Regions from separate parts of the Rattus norvegicus genome. Here region 1 is linked to region 2. A link is a contact called in public Hi-C data. All regions are on one chromosome and are shown on one strand. Each heading gives the region's core, a stretch centred on a gene start, on an enhancer-like site or on the middle of the called end of the contact. The rest is flanking DNA. Distances are from core to core; before and after follow the strand shown.

Region 1 (5,975 bases), core at 2,633-5,132, 140 kb after region 2:
TAGCTGCAAAACTCTTGGTTCTGATAAACACTTAGGCGGTCAAGTTCATGCTGTTCTGAGACAGCTGAGAAGCCCCTTTGCAACAGCATCTTGGTAATGTAATGCATATTACGTTGGTAAACTGGCATGTGTTATTTAAGCTCACTGAGAAGCTGGCTCAGACCCACACACGTTGTTCCAAAGTGTCCTCCAAGACTTCCTATCTAAGGATTAGCTAGCCCACCTCAACTCTTGACAGGGAGTGAAGAGAACAACAAGCAGCTCAAGAGTTAAGTGTCATGTCCTCAGGACACCTAGGAGCCTTTCTATCAGTGGCTAGTGTTATTCAGTCTACGGTAGAGCAGTGCCTACAGCGGGAAAGGGAAATCAAGTTCAGCCTAGGAAGCTCTTCCACAGAGAGAACAATCAAGAACCCCAGCCGACTGCTTCAACTTAACATGCATTGCTGCTGGGTGAGTCACAGTGCCTGGTCCCATGACAGTCTATGTGCTGTTTGCTGAATGCTCTTTCCCATGGAATCGGTATCCAAGGGGACCCTGTGCTCTACCCGAAACCTGGATTGGTAATTCTACCTTACGCCCCTACAGGGCTTCCAGTTGATTTCTGGGCATGTTTGTAAGCACCTGACTGGTGATGCTACTTTCTGTTTGCTCTCGTAATTGGGCCACTCCAGTCATCTCTGCTAGATGTTTTAAGTACTTGATTTGATGGTTATCTACTGACACTTCTATCTGCTATTCATTTTTCTACATTTGCTTGCTGTGTACTCAATAAATTCACCCACTCAAAACCAGGACAGCTACCAAAGACCATGGTCTGGACTGTACCGAGCAAGTAACTATTAGTTAATTAGTGATTAAGGTCTGGGCAGTCTAATTAGTCTGGTGACTTACCCAGTGCTACTAGTGATGCAGCAGCCCACATCCTGCAAGCCTGCTTGTTCTGACACAGAAAAGCAGTCTGCAGGTAGCCCTGCCCCCTCTTCATGCTGGTCCTACCTTGGGGGCTATACTTGATTATCAAGAACCTTTGGCTTCTACATGTTCCTAGAAATACACACAGGATTAAAGCAGCTAAGAGAAAGCACAGTGTTGGCTTTTATTAGCTTTGCACATTTCTGTCGTACCTGTTTTGGCCCATCCCAATCTCTAACTTGCTTTCTAAGGTTGTGGTTCTCTGTGGTTCTGGACGGAGAACGCCACCCTCAGTGCAGTGCTTGGAAGAGCACTGGCTCTGTCCCAGCTCACAGCGGTGGCAGCGGAGGTTCCATTAGGTGTTTGGACTCGGGGCAATACATCTTCACCAAAACCTCTGTAAATCGAGTCAGGAGTGAGGGGTGACATGGGGAATCCTGCCTACCAGGTCAGGGAGAACGGACACAGTGGGGAGAAATGGAAAGTAACACTCCTGAGTCTCCTTTTTCTGTAAGCAGGCCCTCCCTCACCACAGGTATAGTGACCCTGTCACAAGCACCATGCCTCAGCCATTCACCATGGCTCCCTTATTCTTGTGTCTTTCATGCCTTCAAAACCAGTATGATGTGGACAATACTCATACATTGCTAGGTTCCGCTGGAAGCACAAGATGTAGCCTGACCCCCTTGGCAGCCATCTGTCTGCTGACCCAGAGGAAACATGTTCCTCTTGTCCCAGTGAAGCCTAGAACATTTCACCTCTGGTGCTCAGCTCTGACAATCAGACGCTTCTCAGCCCCAGGCACACAAATTTGCAGCAAAAACATCCACAAATAACCCCAATCCAGGTAAGGGCAAAAATCCTGGTTCCCCTCTGAAACATTTCTCCATTGTTTGCATTATTCTTACCATACTTATCTTCCAAGCTCCTACCAAAAGGCCACTAAACAATTAGCACTCATAAGCTTTTTTGGCCCAAAGTTCCAAAATCTCCCACAATCTGCCAATAAAACAGTCCACAGCACCAGAAGGCACGTGGTCAGGTTCTCTAGTAACAATCCTGTTGCTATGATAAACACCTCGACCAAAGCAGGCCTGAGGGGAAGAGAGGGCTTACTTGGTTCTGATTCTAGGCCAGTCCATCACTGAGGAAAAACCATGGTGCCAGGACAAAACAGCTAATCACAGCACACCCAGCGAAGGTGGAGACAAGTGATTTCACCAGGGCCTGCCTGCTTGCCACTATGCTGGGCAGACTTTCTTCACTCTTAGACAGTTTAGGGCTCTGTCTGTGAATTGGTGCTGCCCACATTCAGGGTGGGCCTTCTTGACTCAATTAACAATCTAGAAAATACCCCATAGACATACCCACAGGCAACCTGATCAAGGTCATTCCTTGCTAAGATTCACTTTCTGGGTTATGTCAAGTTGACAGTTAAAACTAACTAACAGAGTTATGGACAGACGTGTACATTTTGTACCCTGCCATTACACACAGTGCCAATGGATGCTGTCTGAAATGCCTTGGCTCAGAGTGGAGGCTGATGTCTGTCATGAACTGCAGTGCTGTTCATACAAGACTGTCTGCTCTTAAAGAAACACAACAGTATAGAAAACAATGAATATTTTCCTATCGTTAGGAAACAAATATGAAATTAGTGTATTGCTTTCATGTGTATTGTATTAAAATGCTGATTTTTAAATTGCTGTTTTGAGTTGCTGATTTGAATTACATTAAAAAAAATCATCAAATGAACATTGGTTGGGATTAACACATAATTTCCCAACAATTTTTGAAATGGCTCTGAGTATATTACTGCTATCTTCTATGATTTTTATTTTTTATAAAATGGTACCATCAGAATTGATGATTACAAAAGCAAAATATCAACTAAAATGAAAAATGCTAAGAAAGTTCCATGTTCTGCAGTATCAAATATTTAATCGAGATTTAATGTTTTAGAAGGAAAATCATCTTTTCCTTAAAAAAGAAGACGTTCTGAATTAAATCCCTAGAACTTACTCAAAGAGCCAGGCACAGTGGTACACATTATAAGCCTAGCTCTGTAGGCAGACAGGTGAACCACTGGGTTTACTGGCCTGGCCAGTCAGCCTAGCCCAGCTGGTGAGTTCTAAACTGGTGAGACCCTCCCTTTCTCAAAAACCAAGGTGGACAGCACTGTAGGAACAATGTCCAAGGCTGTCCTCTGGCATTCACATGCATGACAACATGTATTTATGAACACTTACTGAATAAGCATATTATTAGAATACAAGTTTGCTTTGACTGTTAATAAGCGACAAGGTTATTGGTATACCAAAGAATTCTTTTAAAATAAATTTCTTCATGATTCACTACAAGTAACTGTGTGGTTTGCACACCTAGTCTATAAACCAGGTTAAAATATCTCAGGAAAACCCCACTCCAGCTCACCCAAGGAAGCACCTGGGCAGCAACATGGATGGAGGGGACTGTGTGCTTCTTGTCAAGCTCCCGGGAGACTGATCACGCAGGTTGATGCCTCTCCCCATCCCAAGGCCTTGCACCGGTCCTCGTGTCTATGGTTTTATTGGAGATCAGGGTCTCTGTAGATGTGACAGGCCCCTGAGTAATGACCACTGTCTACTGGAAGCAGGACAGACACCGACACAGAAGACAGTTAGAGCACCCACGTGGCTTATCACTACCTAACGGATGTGGACGTGTCATGAGGATCCTAAGTGGACAGAGGCTAATGTTTTGTGAGACTACCTGCAGCCCACTTTGTCCCCAAGAAAACTGGACAAATAGTCCAAGGTGATCCAGGACCCATGAACTCAGAAGGCATCTCCCTTATGCCCACACGGAAAGCCTGGCTCTGGCTCTGTTGAAGGCCAAGGATGCTTTATTTATGGTCTCAGGACATAGGAAGGATCAAAGCCCGTGTAGGAATGTGAAGCTGCCAATCTTCTCCCCCCAGCTTTGCAAGATCAGCAAGCCAGAGCTGCAGCTCCTCCCCAGGAGGAGGAGCTTCTGTAGGCCTGAGGTTAGGCAGAGGTAAAGGCTGGCTTCTATGGCTAAAAGCATAAGATTTTAGAGTAAGTAAAATTTGCTGTTTCACAGCACAATTTGAGGTCTTAGGACATGAAGGGAATAAAAGCCAACAATAAGGCCAAGTAGTGTCAAATGGACTGCAAGGGAATTCCTGTGAAGTCAGAAGGGAAGCAGCAACATGGCAGGCCCCCGGGTGGGGAGAGCCAAGTGTGCTCACAGGAGCCAGCACTGCTCTCAGATCCAAGACAGCTGGGACTGAGGACAGGGAAGCAGTGACCGAGAAAACACTCATGAAATGACAACTGTTAGTTCAAAACCCACAGAACATGGTAGACAGTTCAGAAAAGAAGCTACCATCTGAGAGAGAATCTGAGTTCTGATGAGATTTCATCTTAAAAACAAATGTATTTTCTTGCGTTTGCTAAAAACGTACATAAGAGCCATGGTTTCTTCTTCCTTGAGCACTCTGCTGCATGGTCAATAGCGAGGAAGCCTTTCTGTCCTCACAGCAGAGCAGTGTCAGGTGGATGCACTCACCCGCAGCTGTAGGAGGCATGCAGAGGGCAGCTCCTGTCCCCGTGACCTGTAGCCCATCTCTAGAGTGCACTTGGCTCTCCCCACCCTGGGGCCCGCCATGCTGCTGTTTCCTCCCAAAGCAGTCTGCAGAGCAAATGACTGCACAGACCACACCACAAAAACCCCTGGAGCAAAAGCCCAGAGGAAGATGTGTAAGGCCAAGGGACACAGGAATACCCTGGTCTAAGGTGGTATAAGAACATGAGTCTAGAATACAGACAATACTGACCTGTGGCACAGCTTTGCTTTTAGCTCTAAGGGATAACCTGCCCCACTCCATATCAATTAGGCTGTAATTAAAACACACCTGTAGTCAGGGTATTCAATTCTCCATATTGAGCATTTGAAAAAACTAACTTCACATTATGAACTTAAACATGGTGGTGTAAAAATGACAGAAGAAACTGGTCTTAATTTATCTGAATTAATGTATTTAAAAAAAACTATGACTGAATGCAAGCTAATTAAGCCTTTCTTCTCTCGACTCCTCTCAGCTTTCTGTCTGGACAGCTCCTTCAGCAGGGTACCCTAAAAACTCCTGTGGCTCCTGTACCTCAAAATGCCAGAAGCGCCCTCTTTTTATGCCAACTTGGAACACCTGCAGATACGATCACGCACCCTGGGAGTGGCGGCTGTGTGCTCTTGTTGCCAAACACACGGGCACGTCATTTCACATGGTTACAAATCCTTCGGAATAGGAAACCGGAAGCTGGCTCACCACACCTGCGCCTACCCTGCATGGAAGGAAGCCCAGCTTCCGGGATCTGGGATGTGCTTGTGCACAGCAGCCTCTGGAGACTGGGGCCTGCAGCACGTTCTCACCTCTTTGTCCATACTCTCTAAGTCCTCCTTACAGAGAGTGTACAGCGGCATTGTCTCTGACATACTGGGCTGTCGCTTTCTTCTAGCAGGGCCAGGCTGCTCTCCATCTTGGGATTCTGGCAGCTCTTCACCAAACATTTGCTGCTGATGTGGCTGAACAGCTCTGTAAGGAATGTTACAGTCCCGCGTGAGGAAGGCAGTTCCACAGTACCTTTCCAGCTCGGTAGCAGACACCTGACTCTTGCATGGGTGAGACACACAGAGAACACTTGTAGGGAAGTCAAGGCAGCCCGTCCATGCTACCCACTTGCTATCTCTGCTTGTGTAGCAGACCCAGCATCTCCTCCTGGGACATGTCCTGAGCCTTGAGGACACCCACACTCACCTCCTTTACAGAGAAACCACCTTGTCTACAGGCCATCACCTGACTAACTGCTGGAAATCATCAGGGAGTGCCATTTACCCTTGAGTAAAGCTAAGAACCATTAAAAACCAAAAGGAAGCAGAAGTGGCGTTTACATTCTGTTCAGAGCACAGAACAGAAGCCAGACAGGAATGGGGAGCTAAGAGGTGGACCTCAGTGGGGTGGAATTAATCTGCCTACAAAGGAAGAAACATTAGATTGCGGGT
Region 2 (6,272 bases), core at 490-2,989:
GGACATGTCTTGGTCACTACCAGACCTCAGCAGTCAGCCTGTGCTGGGAGAAGAAATGCCTCTCATTGTGCCCAGAGCAGAAAGGCCGGGTACCACCCTGCTAGGTACTCCGCTTACAGGGTACCCGGGGGAGCGTGGTGGTCCGTGCCCAGGCTCTGGAAGCAGCATTACGTTCTAATTTTAGCATCGTCTCTCCATAAAGGGTGAGAAACTTGAACTCATTAGCAGCCCTGCCTTCTGACACAGACTTCACCCTATTTACTTGCTTTCTGTCTTTCTTGATTGGCCTGTTCTGGTCGTTACATGTCTGGAATCATATACTGTGTGGCCTTCTGGGTCGTTCCTTTCTACAACTTCATGATGTGGATGTTCCAGATGTTTGTCTGCCTTTGGTTGACTCATGCTGTCCTGATTTCGTGGATAAGTTCTTCTGGACATACTGTTTTCCTTTATAGAGAAAGCATGTAGGCAGAGAATGGCCAGGTCATATGATGGCTTGGGGTGTGATCTGTGGAACTGCCAGCCTGTATTCCAGGGAACATGTTTTCGTGTTCCACTAGTTGTACAGGGTGCGGGGTTGGGGGTACGGTGGGGGGGAAGGTGGTCGGTATCTGTGTGTGAGTGTGTGTGTGTGAGTGTGTGTGAGTGTACGTTGTGTGATTGTGTGGTGCGTGTGTGGTATGTGTGAGTGAGTGTGTGTATGTGTGGTGTGTGAGTATATGTTGTGTGTGTTGTGTGATTGTGTGTGGTGTGTGTGTTATGTGGTATGTGTGAGATTGTGTGTGTGTAAGAGTGTATGTTGTGTGTATGTGTGAGTGTGAGTGTATGTGAGTGTGTGTGTTCGTGAGTGTGTTCGTGTGTGTTTGTGAGTGTGAGTGTGTTAGTGTGTGTTTGTGAGTGTGTGTTTGTGAGTGTGTGTGTGAGTGTGTGTGCGTGCGTGTGGTCCTGATCCCCGTAGCTGCTCTTACTTGCTCTTTAGTTCCAACACCCTGGTGGGTGTGAAGTGCTTGCTCGGGATGGTTTGGTTTGCATTTCACTGACAGTTAAAACGACAGCGAACATCTCCTGTGGACCTGGCTCTGTTCTTGAGGAAGTATCTTCTCAAGATCTCTGCCTGTTTTAAAATGTGTATTTGCAGTGTTTTTATTACAGAATGGTAAGAATTTAAAAATTCTGTTCAGGGTATTAGAGTTGTATCAAATGTGTGATTTGTAAATATCTCTCCTACATCATGCTCTGGCTTATCCTCCTCCTTTCTCGGTTGTCCATTCAACACCTAAGTATCAACTCTAGGGGTGGGGATACTCAGTGGGTAGCGTGCTTGCCTAGCACGCTCCGGGGGTTTGATCCTCAGCATCGCCTAAACTAGCCATGGGGATACACACCTGTAACGCTAGCATCTAGGAGGCAGAGACAGGATGATTACGAGTTCAAGGCCATCCCCAGTCATGTTGGGACTGCAGTGGCAGCCTACGATAGATACCTAAGGAAGACATTGCCCATGTGTCTGCTTTTCCTGTGTCTCATCTAAGAGGACATTGGCTAACCCGGGTTACCAAGGGGACATGACTTGGGTGGCAGGGCTTTTGTAGGTGGTAGTGGCGACTTGGTTCTGGGCTGAGGTCAGCGTGGCCAGCATGCCATTGAGCTGAAGCTGAGCAGGTGCAGCAGTTGGCTTTGCAGCCCTGGGTGCCGGAGAGAGGCATTCCTGTCGGCTGCCCAGGACAAGGATGAGGTGAGGAGGTATTTTAAGAGCAGTGATCTGGCAGCCCTGTTGGGAAGAGAAATGCCGGAGCCGAGAGTGAGGTAATGAGAGCCTAGATTAAAACAGTGGGGAGGCCAAGAGGGGTCAGGCCAGGAGGCCCATGGAAGACAGCAGTCAACACCGGGCAGAGGCAGAAGGGAGGGATGGAAGTGGAACCACAGCCATGCCTCGGCCGCCAGCTACAGTGTGATCTTGATGCAGAAAATCGAGGCCTCTACCATGACAGTCTGCTCCTCACCCACACTGACTCCACCGCTAACAGCCTGGAGAGTGGGTAACCTGTACTGTGGGAATCGGAATACCTTGGTTAGAGACCCTCCGGCAGCTGTTTCCTCCATCCAAGGAAGAGAGAGAGAGAGAGAGAGAGAGAGAGAGAGAGAGAGAGAGAGAGAGAGAGAGAGAGAGAGAAAGAGAGAGAGAGAGAGAGAAAGAAACAACTTCTTGGCATGTGGTATATTTCTACCACACCCCCACACTCCCAGAATGCCCTTGAACTCTTCTCTCTTTCTTTCTTCCCTTTTTCTGAGAATGAGTCTCTCTATGTAGTCCTAGGACTTGATATGTAGTTCAGGCTGACCTTGAACTTATAGAGATCCACTTGCCTCTGCCTCCCAAGTACTGGGATTGAAGGCGTGCGCTACCATGTCTGACCGAATGAACATTTGATCCTCCTGCCTGGGCCTCCCGAGTGCTGGGGTTTCAGGAGCAGTGTGCTTACTGTTTGCTCGTGAAGATGGCGCTGGCTAGGGACATCCTGGTTTGGGGGAGGACAGGTAGCACTCATTGCCTCGGAGCGAACAAAGCAGTAATAGTCCCAGGAAACCGATTTGCATCTGTCCTGCGTACAGCAGCCCTATATCCTCTGGGGTGTGCGACTGTGGTCTCCTTTCCCTCTGTTAGCTCACTGAGCAATTCAGAGCATGCCAGGACCTCGGCATGGTTAGACTCTCGTCCCAGGAACAGAATGGTGTTGACGGGACCATTGAGCTATCTTTCCAGGAGGATAGAGGCCGTCCGATGGAAGAACCCAGGTGGCTAAGAATATCCCCGGCACTGGGTAGCACCGTGCTCCAGCAGTTGCTTCATTTCTCTATTCGCTGTAGACATAACTATGCACTTGGGGCAAGGGGATGCTAACAGTGAAGGCCTGGGCAGGTGGCTTGGATAGGGACAGGTGGTCCGGGACACAGGGCTACAGCTGTATGTCCTGTGCTAGGGACCTGTGTCTGGAAGACTTGGAGTCAAGCCCGAGGGACCCCACACCCACTCAGTCTAACACCGGATGAATTATCAAAGCACCCTCTCCCTGGGTCTGACTGGGCCACGTAGGTCACCTCTGCATGTTTTGCCCCAGCAAATGCTCACCACGCATCGGTGACTTTGAGGGGCAAGTTGGTCACCTCCCTGCAGGGCTTTTTTGGCTTAGGTTGGTTCGCTTCAAACTTAGAAGAATCACCGCTAGATCTAGTTTTCTTTCTAGGCCATGACGTGCTCTCGCTCAGCCTGCTGTCTCACGTGGGCTTTGAGCCACCGACTATAAGGGTGGAACCTGAGTCCAGCGCCTGCTTTCTGTTTGCTATAAGTGTATAAACACGACCAGCCAGGCATTTCCCCAGGACCTGCACAGGCGTGGCTGTCGTAGAGGCCTTCTGGAAGTGTGGCGGGTATGACTGTCTGTCCTAGGGGAATCCTGGGCTTTGTTTGAGAGGCAATGAATCAGATGCAGCCCCATCTACACGCTGCTCTGTCGAGGGACTGAAGCATTGGTGACCCAACAAGACCCATGTTTTGTCCCCGCTGCCCCTGTCAATCACCCTGGGTGTTCTGAGCCCTACAGTGCGGCTCTGCCTGGTTTTGAAATGAGAACTAAAGCTTCTTCCTGGGCGTCACTCTCTTCATTCTGGGTGAACTCTGGGGCTCCCGACCTCAGATGTGTCATGCCATACAGACTGGTTCTCTTCACCTGCAGCCTCAGACTTGTGCAACACCTGCAGTGGTAACCTACCTATGACCCCACATTTGCACACCCTTCAGAACAACCTGGGCTGTGTATGTGCGTGGTGTCTTCCCATAGTTTGCTTTTCCGGTAATGCGATCTGTTTGTCTTGAGGCAAAGTCTTGTAGCTTGAGGCTGGTCTTGAATTCCCTATCCTTCTGCCTCCGCTGCCCCAAGTGCCACCATACCTGGCATCAGTTTTAGAATGAAAGGACATCGGAGTTAAATGACAACTTGGCCGCTACTTAAGTTCCAGTTCAGGAATGGCAGCAGGACATTTCCTAAGTGTTAAAGAAAACCTCAGGAGGACCTGGAGCTGGAGTGGAGGGCCAGGGTGCAAAGTTCTGTGGCATTTCCGTGTTCGGATCTCCAGAACCTTGGCTGTGATGGTTAACACGGTCGGGATCTCCAGAACCTTGGCTGTGATGGTTAACACGGTCAGCTCCACAGGGTCTAGGATCACCTAGGGGACAGACTTCTTGGCATGTCTATAAGGGAGTTTCTGGATTGGTTAATTGAAGTAGAGAGATCCACCCTCTCCTAGGGTCCTGGGCAGGATAACAGGCGTTTTTCTCCTGCTTCCTGAGTATGGACAGGGGCAGGGACTAGCTGTCTCTCTCTTGCTGCTATGCCATGCCCTCCCTAAACTGTGAACCAAACGAACCATTCCGTGTATTGCTCCTGTTGGGTTCTTTATCACAGCAGTGGAAAAAGTACAGCGTTTAGTGTAAGCCACTCTGTGGGCTAACCGATCTCTTCCCTATCACTAGAGTTTCCTCAGAGCACTCAGATCTCTGTCTCCAGGAAAGCCTGGGGCAGGCACTTCTCAAAACCCCAGGTTTGCAGATGCAGGACCAGGAGACTAGGGTGTGCTTCTCCCCTTGCTCTGGGGCATCTGAGTTGCAGCACTGGGGTTGGCATAATGAGAGAGAGGTTTCAGGAAGGGTTGAGCTGGTGGCCCCAAGAGAAAAGGAAGCTTGAATAGTGCAGAGAGGTGGCCAAAGAAAGTGGCTGTGTCTTCAGCGTGTGGGATCTCGCCTCTGCACTGTGTCTTCCTGGGCCCATAAGCTGCAGCCCCCACACCTGGGCTACATGTAGTTTTAGTGCACAGGCTTGTCCTGCCAAGAAATCAAGGCTTCTCTGCACCCATGATGCAGGAAAACAGTTAGGTCTGTGGCCCCTAACACTGAGTGAGAACAAGGGATATGTAGGGACAAGAGGAGTGATTCTGTTTCTCTTAGAACTCTCTCTTGAAGGGAGGCCAAAGGACAGCTGCTTTGTTTGGTGTGTTGTTTCTGCCTTCTCCATTCCCCTCCCACATCTGCAGAACCCAGTATGGGGACCTACTAGACCAGGCTGAAGAACCTTGGGGTCCTGGCTTCCCCGGATACCAACCCTTGTGGTTCTCTGTGATCAGACCATTCTTGGACCTTGTCAGAGCCATGGTCTGACCCACGAGAGTCAGAACTCTCAAGTCCTTGTGTGAGGCAGACTGTCCTTTCTCTCTAGGACCAGAGAAAGGCACAAGGTGGTAGGTTGGGCAGGCCTGGGTCAGGCTGTTCCATCCCCTTCTGTGGCCTCCATCTCGTAAATGCGCCTGCTAATCCTTTGGGTCACAGTACTGACCTCTATACATACCCCTGTTCCCAGGTCAACACTGACTGCCCCCTTTTCTGTTCCTGCAGCCTCAAGATGGTGCTCATGTGGACAAGTGGGGACACCTTCAAGACAGCCTACTTCTTGCTCAACGGCGCACCTCTGCAGTTCTCCGTCTGTGGTCTACTACAGGTCATGGTGGACCTGGCCATCCTGGGGCAGGCCTATGCCTTTGCTCACCACCCCCAGAAGCCAGCACCCCATGCAGTGCATCCTGCCAGTGCCAAGGCGCTCTGAGGAATCTAGGGCGGACGAGGACATGCGCGACTGACCAACCGTGGGTGCTGAGTCCCGATCCGTGCTTCTGCACCAGGGAGCTTGGCCCTGTGTACCCCACAGGTGGGCCAGGCGTAGGCAGAGATTAAGTTGAGCGCTGCGTCCCCCTCAGCCTTCAGGTGGGGGACTCAGGGTCAGTGGAGCTAGGGCTGGCTCTGTGGTGTTTTCAAGATGATAGAAAAGGCAGATTGTCTTTCCTTACCTCCTCCAGAAAAACACTGGCCCGATCCTGAAATAGGTTCATGCCACTGAGCAAGATGGCAGGCACAGCAGGCAGTGGAGTTCCTTCCTCTCAGCCAGCTTCCCTCAGTGAGCCTCTGCTCTCCCAGCAGAGCCTGTGGCACTCTGGACAGTGTGTAGTCATGGCTGCGGGTGGCTTGTCTGTCCTCAAGTTCTGCCCTGTCCTGCCCTTGTATGCCACGGGTATGTGTACAGCACCTGGGGTGGATGGAAGCCGCTGGCCCGACACGGGTCACACTGTATTTGGCTTCCTCTCTGAGCTCATCATGAGATTGTGTTACGCTCGGCAGCCTTGTGCTGACCTGGCTGGCTCCTGGGTCCAGAATGTTCTAGATGCTT

What was found. Hi-C and Micro-C count contacts between places; a contact is called where the count stands out from the background.
Region 1: a contact with region 2 is called in a Hi-C map of psoas muscle, with 2.1 times the contacts expected there. The contact joins two enhancer-like sites.

Annotation. Positions count from the first base shown.
Region 1 is chr18:76,150,224-76,156,198 of GRCr8, forward strand. It overlaps Ctdp1 (CTD phosphatase subunit 1), which reads right to left. Exons shown (of 13, transcript NM_001414395.1): 11 at 5,346-5,508. Among named protein-coding and RNA genes, the nearest start is that of Ctdp1, 37 kb to the right of the region's middle. Within about 2 kb of position 3,883, at least 1 of the 93 cell types and tissues checked has an H3K27ac peak or open chromatin away from gene starts, as enhancers often do.
Region 2 is chr18:76,008,077-76,014,348 of GRCr8, forward strand. It overlaps Slc66a2 (solute carrier family 66 member 2), which reads left to right. Exons shown (of 5, transcript NM_001398665.1): 5 at 5,447-6,272. The coding sequence ends at 5,654. Among named protein-coding and RNA genes, the nearest start is that of Slc66a2, 33 kb to the left of the region's middle. Within about 2 kb of position 1,740, at least 5 of the 93 cell types and tissues checked have an H3K27ac peak or open chromatin away from gene starts, as enhancers often do.